2 separate regions of the Zea mays genome follow, and region 2 is linked to region 1. A link is a contact called in public Hi-C data. All regions are on one chromosome and are shown on one strand. Each heading gives the region's core, a stretch centred on a gene start, on an enhancer-like site or on the middle of the called end of the contact. The rest is flanking DNA. Distances are from core to core; before and after follow the strand shown. Region 1 holds the start of LOC100281755. Region 2 holds the start of LOC103635274 (transcription factor IIIB 90 kDa subunit-like).

The links. A called contact is a pair of places that touch in the nucleus more often than the background predicts.
Region 2: a Hi-C map of ear shows a contact between it and region 1, with 2.3 times the contacts expected there. The contact joins the promoter of LOC103635274 here to the promoter of LOC100281755 in region 1. A contact is called at or near these places in 14 of 25 Hi-C or Micro-C datasets (bundle sheath, ear, endosperm and 5 more) and 2 of 3 datasets of contacts at active chromatin or transcription factors (leaf and seedling).

The regions. Positions count from the first base shown.
Region 1 is chr8:63,896,470-63,900,544 of Zm-B73-REFERENCE-NAM-5.0, reverse strand. It overlaps LOC100281755, which reads left to right and starts at 1,816. Exons shown (of 11, transcript NM_001411884.1): 1 at 1,816-2,185; 2 at 2,330-2,522; 3 at 2,878-2,960; 4 at 3,089-3,189; 5 at 3,327-3,422; 6 at 3,528-3,581; 7 at 3,985-4,075. The coding sequence starts at 2,077.
Region 2 is chr8:64,035,687-64,039,761 of Zm-B73-REFERENCE-NAM-5.0, reverse strand. LOC103635274 (transcription factor IIIB 90 kDa subunit-like) reads right to left here and starts at 2,425. Exons shown (of 20, transcript NM_001346889.1): 1 at 1,979-2,425; 2 at 1,391-1,507; 3 at 1,120-1,201; 4 at 955-1,030; 5 at 793-878; 6 at 264-340. The coding sequence starts at 1,455.

The sequences.
Region 1 (4,075 bases), core at 567-3,066:
GATGTGCTAGGAGTAGAGATTAGAATATCAGACTGATCAAGGAACCGACGAGGGTAGTATTGGTCATTTCAATTTCTATTTTTATAGGTTTTGGGAAGTTGTGTTTTTGTAGGCAGGGTAGGTAGAAGGATATGACTGTGGCTCCATTCAAAATCAGGCCCTTTCTACCCATGTTGGATATATACCGCTACTGGCTTTAGGTCTTAGAATTGTTGCTAGATTGTGCAAAAATAATAAGTTGGTTGTAAAGCTTTTAAGCATCTGTCTAACTCATCAAAAGAAGTCTATTCCTTATTGATGTACCAAGATTGAACTTAAAGCGAACTGCATGTTGCTAATAGTTGATTCTAATGATTTTTCTTTGCCTATGTCGTGTTTCACTTTCACGCGGTTGCTGGTGATTTTATCCCACATGACCGTTCAATTTTTTAGAGTTCTGTGCTTGATGTTCATACAGAGCGTTTTTTGAGATATCTGTTCGCGCCTGAGAAGAAACCTGACATAATCAATGGTCTAGCTGATAAGAATCGTCCCTAGCAAAAGGGCCTCTAGAGGTCGGTTTCTATATTGCTTCTTTAAAAATAATTCGTGTGATATTATAATGTTCTCTCGGCATTAATTTATTCTATTTGAGTGGGAAGATTTATATCAACATTACATGTTTATATCGTTAATATAATATTATTGTTCCGGTAATATTTTGTCATGGATTTTGCTTATCATAGTGACGTTTGTCGTTATATATTTATATTTTATACTAATTTTAGCTTTCCTGGCAACGCACGGTCAAATACCTAGTTATTATTGCAAAAGGAAGAAACAGAGCGGAGCGAAAAGCATCCATCCGTCGTGGACGAGCGGGTGGATCGGGTCACCCTTGTGCCTGACGCACTGACGGTCGTCTGATGGATCGACGCCCCGCGCTCCGTGCCAAGCGGATGCAGCCACCACCAACAGCACCACCACGGAGCGCGGGGGCGGGGCCCGGCACCGAGCGGCCGCGGCGGACGACAGGAGGACGGTGCGCGTTGCCCCGGGACGGCGCCCGTGCCTCCCACCCGATCGGACAGCCGCGTCAGCGCGCGCACGCGCATCACAAGAATCTTACGAACCGCGTGCCGTTGCTCATCGCCCGGCACTCAACAGCACCGCCGCCCGGGGCTGGATCGGGTGGGTGGGGACTGGGGGCCTGACATGGACGGAGCGAGAGCGAGCGACGCTATAGAAGCCTGTATTTTGCGTGCAGAAAATAGCATTTATTTACTTCTAATGCCCTTTATAAACTGTTACCCGTTCTCCGTTCCCAATCATTTCCATGACTTGATCCCGATCGCTGTGAAAGTTGTCCGTCCAATGTGACCGGGTTCCCTCAGTTCCAGGATAGGAGGGAGGACTCAGCATCGTCACTCACCGGTCGACGTTTCAGTCACAGCACAGCACAGCACGGCCACGCTTGTGGCCGCAAAAAGCGCAACACGATACGGCGTTCCTTGCTGCCTCCGTTATCCAGTCCAAGTGTCCAACTCGGCAGGCACAAAAAAAAACCCGACGCGACGACCAGACGAAACCAAGCGCAATTGCCCGCCCCAGAAAACATGGACCTCAGCCGCATAGTTTTATTAGTTTATCCTGGAAGGCTTGGGCTTGGGCCGGCCGGTTTGACTCGGCGGCGGACGGCGACGCGCCGACGTGTCTCCGCCGCCCCGCTCACATCCGCCCCCGCGCCATCCGTCCACGTGTTCGCGCCTCTGGAACGGACTCCCCCGCCTGCACCTTCTTTTCCCTCGCGCCGCGGCGCCCGTTCTTTCCGAGTCCCGCGGATATAACTACAACCAGCCGCCCCCTTCCTCCGCAGCTCCGCTCCCCTTCCCCCCTCGTTTTTCCTCTGCGCACTTTTTCTCGTTTCCAGCCTTCCAGGCAGCCACGCCTCGCCCGTTCTCGGATCCCCTCCAAAACGGTCAAAGCCAAACCAGCCAAATCGCGCGCGGCGGCGGCGGCGACGAGAACGAGACGGACGCGCGCGCGCTAGCTGAATCAGGTCAGGAAGGAGGAGAGCCGCCGGCGAGCACAGCAGCAATGCCTTACTGCGAGGTGGGCAGGTACGCGGACGGCGACAAGTGGGAGGGCGTCCGCGTCTACTACCGCCGCTACGGCCGCGGCGCCACCAAGGTGCTCCTCATCATCGGTACGCACACCGCCGGTCTCTCCTCTCCCGGTCCTCGGCCCAGAGGAGGAAGAGGAATCCTGTTCTTTCTCCTCGTGTTGTTGTTTAAAGAATGCTTTTTCGCTGAGAAACGGTTTGGTGTTTGGTTTGCGATCGGAATCGAAGGGTTGGCGGGGACGCACGACTCGTGGGGCCCGCAGATTAAGGGGCTGACGGGGTCGCTGGAGCCGGCCGACGACGAGGCCCTGCGGCCGGACGAGGAGGCCGCCGGCGGCGACGGCGACGGCATCGAGGTCTGCTGCTTCGACAACCGCGGCGCCGGCCGCAGCTCCGTGCCCCCGAACAAATCCTACTACTCGTGAGTATCCCCCTCCTCCTCCAACAGATCCAAATCCTCCCTCGTCGTCGTCGGTTGCAACGATCGGTGGGCCGTTCCGTTCGTTAGGTGTCGCAGGATTGCTTGCTTCCTCGCCTTGCGATTCAGAAGGACCGTACACGGGGATTTGGTGGACGACATCAGCTGCATGTAGCTTTCGACGAGAAAAATCCCACATTTCGCTCCCTTTCTGCCACAATAGTTTTTTCCACGAGAAAAACGAGTGACGGGGAAGAAAGAAGGGGGGAATCATATCTTCCATCACGTTCAGTTCACGCGCTCATGTAAAAAAATGGGCGAGCATTTGTTTTCAAACGTGTTCTTTTGTATCTGGCAGGACGGCAATCATGGCGACGGATGCCTTGGCCTTGATGGATCATTTGGGGTGGAAGAAAGCTCACGTCTTTGGCCACTCCATGGGTAAGTCCTATTCCTATTGTGCGTCTTTCGATTCTGAGACTCTCTCTCTCTCTCTCTCTCTCTCTCTCTCTCTCTCTCCAATGTGTGACCTTTATTAGGCATTGACCCTGTTATCTGTGTGCAACCAGGTGCCATGATTGCTTGCAAGCTTGCGGCGATTGCGCCTCACAGGCTATGTTCGCTGGCATTGCTTAATGTCACTGGAGGTGGCTTTCAGTGCTTCCCAAAGGTACTGGAGTTTTGATATTTGCATACATATTTGTGGGCTGAATACGTTCAATGCAAAGGAAATGCTACAAGAGACACCAATTATTATTTTCAACTATTCGTGGCACGAGCTAAGCCTCTCCCTTCCTGCTTCTGTAGGTAGATGGGCAGATGCTTTCTCTTGCATTCCGTTTCTTAAGGGCAAAAACACCAGAGGAAAGAGCCCTTGTGGACTTGGAAACGCATTATACGAAGGTAAGGAACTAACGGTGCATCCATTATAATCCCCCGTTTGATGAAAATTAGTTTTTTTTCAGATCCATTGCATTATATGTTTGATTTAACAATGCAACTATGCAGGAATACCTTGAGGAGACTGTTGGGTCGTGTACCAGAAGAATGGTCCTCTATCAAGTGAGTGATATGTCATGTTCTGTCCCGAGACATTGATTTGGGTATTTTGGCTGACGTTTGTTGTTTTTACACATTATTTTTCAGCTGTCCCATACCATTGGATCATGTGATTTGGATAGGTCGTCTTTTGTTATGAATCTGGTTCTATGTTGTTCATACCCTTTTAGAATATAATCATATTTGTATATGTCCCATACTCTTGGATTATGTGGTTTTGATTTGGTCATTTTTTGTTCTGATTCTTCCTGAATGGGTCTTTTGTTGTGAATATATGGTTTTGTGTTTTGCATACCCCCTCTTTAGAATATAAACATATTAGTAGGTAGACACCAGAATGAAGACAACATACATACATGCATCAACCTATTCATGGAAGGTTTATCTGTACCGTGTCTTCTTTCAGGAATATGTGAAGGGCATATCGTCGACAGGGATGCAATCTAATTGTGGTTTTGAAGGGCAAATCAATGCATGTTGGACTCACAACATGACTA
Region 2 (4,075 bases), core at 1,176-3,675, 140 kb before region 1:
TCTCACAAAAGAATCCTTTTGCGAATTTAAAGAGGGATATGATAGAAACAGTATAACTCGTAAGAGCTTTTCAAAAAAAAGAGAGGAAGGTAATATATATAACATTAACTACTAGTAGTCCCATCAAAAGTGGCTAGGGTGGGGGTAAGTTGCATTGCGAATGGGCATATTCGAACTGAACTACTGAAGTTAGTAGGATAGGTTAAACGCTTCTGAAGTTCCAACAAAGAAAGTAGTGAACCTATAATTAGGTTGTAGCATACCTGCAGGCAATGTAAAGGCAAGCAGCTGCAACATGGCTTGTTCTACGGCCCCTGGTAAAATTACGGTCGACAGCTAGCTGCACTCAGAATGAAGAAACATCAATATCATGATGCTGCATTCCATTTGAACAACCTTACTTTTTTTCGAAAAAACGAACAGGAGAACTGCGCCTCATTATATTAAGAAGAGAAAGAAACCAGGGTCTAAAGGAAGGTCAAATACAAAAGACCCCTCACGGGGGCCAGAAACACGCATACAGGAAGGAATCCATCTAGGAAAAAACAAAAAGACCACACACAACTAGGAAAAACCCCTAGGGCCCAGCTAGTCTTTGTTTGGGTACTCTAGTATTGATCTTAATCCACATGTGTTGAGGTGGATTAGGGTATAAATTAGTTTAAGTTACACCCCAATCCACCTCAATACATGTGGATTGGGGTCAATACTAAAGTATCCAAATTAGGTCCTAAGGGGCAGCCAGGTAGGGATGAGATTACCTTACTACTGACTGATAATAGAAATACCTACCTCATAGAAGCGATAAGCCTTGCTAACGACAGTTTCTCCACCGCTGACATGTAAGTTATTGACAATCTGCCTAATCTCATCCCTACCTGGTAAAACAAAGCCAAAAAACAGTTTACAGAGTACCACGAAAAGTAAAATAAATAAGTGCGCTAAAAACCATACCTTTGTCTAAGGTTCTTTGATGAGAAATCGAATATCCAGACTCAATGCTTGCAAGAATACTTCCAGCTAAGCGACTCTGTGTAGCCCCAAATTATACCAAATCTCAGAAATTGGTAAAAGAAAAGGATAAATCCAAGGATTACAAAGCATGTAAATAAAACCAACCTGTCCTGTGTTATCCTTAACAAAAGTAGGCTCATCAGTGTATACCTCCTGATCAAGAACCTTCCCACATGTACCACAACATCTGATCATCATTCATCAAACATGTCAGTTTTCATATCAATAAATAAGCTCAAGAGCTTCAGTTGCTTTATGAGAATCTGATGGACAACCATTAACAGAGTTGTAAATAGCCCATCTTCATAACAATCCTACTGACTGGTTTTGCAAAGTATTCCATTAGAATAATATAGAAAGAACAGGGAGGTCTCACATGTATCCTTTGTCAGGGTCCTTTATGGAGGGGCAGTAATCAGCACAGTGAGTGCAGTAAATCATTGCAGAAGGAACTACACAACCAGGGGTGATCAGCTCATACCAATCTGTGAAACTTTGAGTAGATTTTCTGTTCAGTTCCAAGCCTATATAAAACATCCATCGTATTCGTTTACGAAATATATGCAGACTTGATAAAAAAGAGACTTTTGGAACCATATTCCCCAAAACAAAGATTTTTGGTAGCCATTTTCACCTCCAATTTCCCAATTCAACATTTTTACATGCAAGAAGACCAAACAGACATTGCAAAATGTTTTCTTTTTTTTTTTTACTCGCTCCACTCCTTCCTTCCTAGTAGAAACCTGTGCCCTCAAATTCTCAGTAACGGGCTAAATATAGGACATCGGTGCCATAATTCTTTGCCAAAAATCGAAGTTAGCCTCAGCGTCTTTGTACATAAAACCGTTTCTCCACTTAATTCAAAAGGTCTAAAAACATGAATATACTACCAATACTAGCCACCGGGTCAGTTCCTGATGCAATATAGCTTGGGTTGGTCGGTTCCACGAAACGGGTGACGTACCTAATAGAGGATTGACACGGATCGAGGGTTGCCGCCTCTGCCGCTGGCGAGGAATAGGAAAACGTGAGCCACTCCGGATCAGATCGAGAGGGAGGGAGGATAGCTTGAGGCGTCGTCTTCCTCGCGAGGGCAGGAACGACCGATAGGTGAGGAGAGGACCGCGGTCGCGCGGAGTGGGTGTGAGATGGCCGCGGGCGGCGAGGTGTGGTCGAGCAGGTTAGCGCGAGCTCCGGCGAGGACACGAATCCAGTGAGAGTGAGGGCTCCGGCGACGGCGAGGTCACGAGCTCTAGCGAGGGCTCGGACGATGAATCCGGTGAGGGAGAGGGCGACGCGAGCTTCGGCCACCGGCTTCGGAGCAGACGACCTGCGTAGGAGGCGGGGGCGCGCAGCGGCAAGCAGGGGCGGCGGCGACGGTGGAAAAAAAAACGTCTCCTGTCCAACCTCCCACACCCGCACGTACGCGTGAACGAGAAATTTGCGATTATAGGCTCCCTAAGGTTAGGCTTCGCCCGAACAGAACCAGATCAGGAGGCTTCGCTGAGATAGGATCAAAACAGCCTTCTCTTATTGCAACTCCAATACCTCCTAAAAACTATGGTCCCAATGTATATTTTAGGGGGGGAAGAAAAACTACCGTCCAACAGTTACCAAATTGTTCTCCGTTTCTTCACGCACGCGAAGAAAGACCCATCCACGGCACAAAACATTCACAGGCGATGTGAGCTCCCAATCCACTGGTTTTCTCCGTCCCCATGCCAGACATTTCCTTCATGCCTCCGCAGGTCCTCTTCACCCCCCTTGATTTCACGATCATGTCTCCGTCGTTCCTCTCCACTCCCTCGATTTCAAGGCACAAAACATTCGCTGGCAAGATGTCGAATCTCTCCACCAAACGTCCAGCCTCGTCAATGTCGTCTAGAAGTGGTGATTATCCGCCGGAATCTTCCTGGACGACACCGACATGAATCCATCTCGCGGCGACTGCATATTTTGAGGTATGCACATCCTGTGGACAACTTTGTGTTGGGTTTAGGAGCAATTCCATGTATGCCATCAAAAAATGTACTCATTACTTGTGTGCCACTGGCCCTACATATAATACACACAAAAAAGTTATATATATACCACTCAGTGGCATGTAAGGAATGAGTATAAAATTTGATGACTGCTAAGGAATGAGTATAAAATTTGATGGCAGTCGGCGAATTTTTCCTTAGGGTTTAGTTGGCAGTGGGGATCTATTTATTTCTCTATTTTCTCACATCTTGCTGCAACGATAAACACTATTGTATTTTGGGGGAATCCGGTTCATTCCCGGCTTGATGTTTTGGACCCTCTCTATGACTTTTGGGTTGTGCGTTTTGTTTGTGATTAGACGTGTGTAGCATCTGTCTCACCTTCTCAAATGCCATCTCCAGCTTGTCGAGCTACACGAGAAGCAAATATTAGAATGATGTTATATATATATAATAGCTGGATGCCCGTGCGTTGCAACGGTAATATATAATATCAATATACTACGATAACTTATATACAAAATCTGTGTTATATTGTTATGAGAAAATGTTTTATAATCAATTTGTGATCCTAGTCATACATAAATTTTGTTATTTTAATCTAGTTATTTCACCACCACATTGCAACCATCAGTATCATGCAGACTTCGATATATGCCACGATTTATATGGTCTCATCATTGGAGAGCACGAGCACGTTCCACACATGCCGGAAAAATTCTCTCATACATCGTTAGTCATCAGACACGCACCACCCTAGGCTCTTGCTTAAACAAAAAGGTAAGTGTGTATGTGTTTGTGAAGAAAATTAAAGGCAGGCCGGCACAAAAGCTACCCTGACGGTGGCGAGGATGACGAACTGGTCACTGTTGTCGATCCTCCTCTATGTCACCTTCGGCGCCAAGATGACGCCACAATCCTCGATATAATAGTCGTCGAACGCACGCGACATGACGAGTACTGATGACTCTTGGTTGGGCTGCCAAACGAAGTGCACCCCGGGCTTATCAGCGAGGTAGTACCCCTGGTCGTTGCACCACCGAATGCGTTATTCCACTACATACATCATGTTCGAGGAC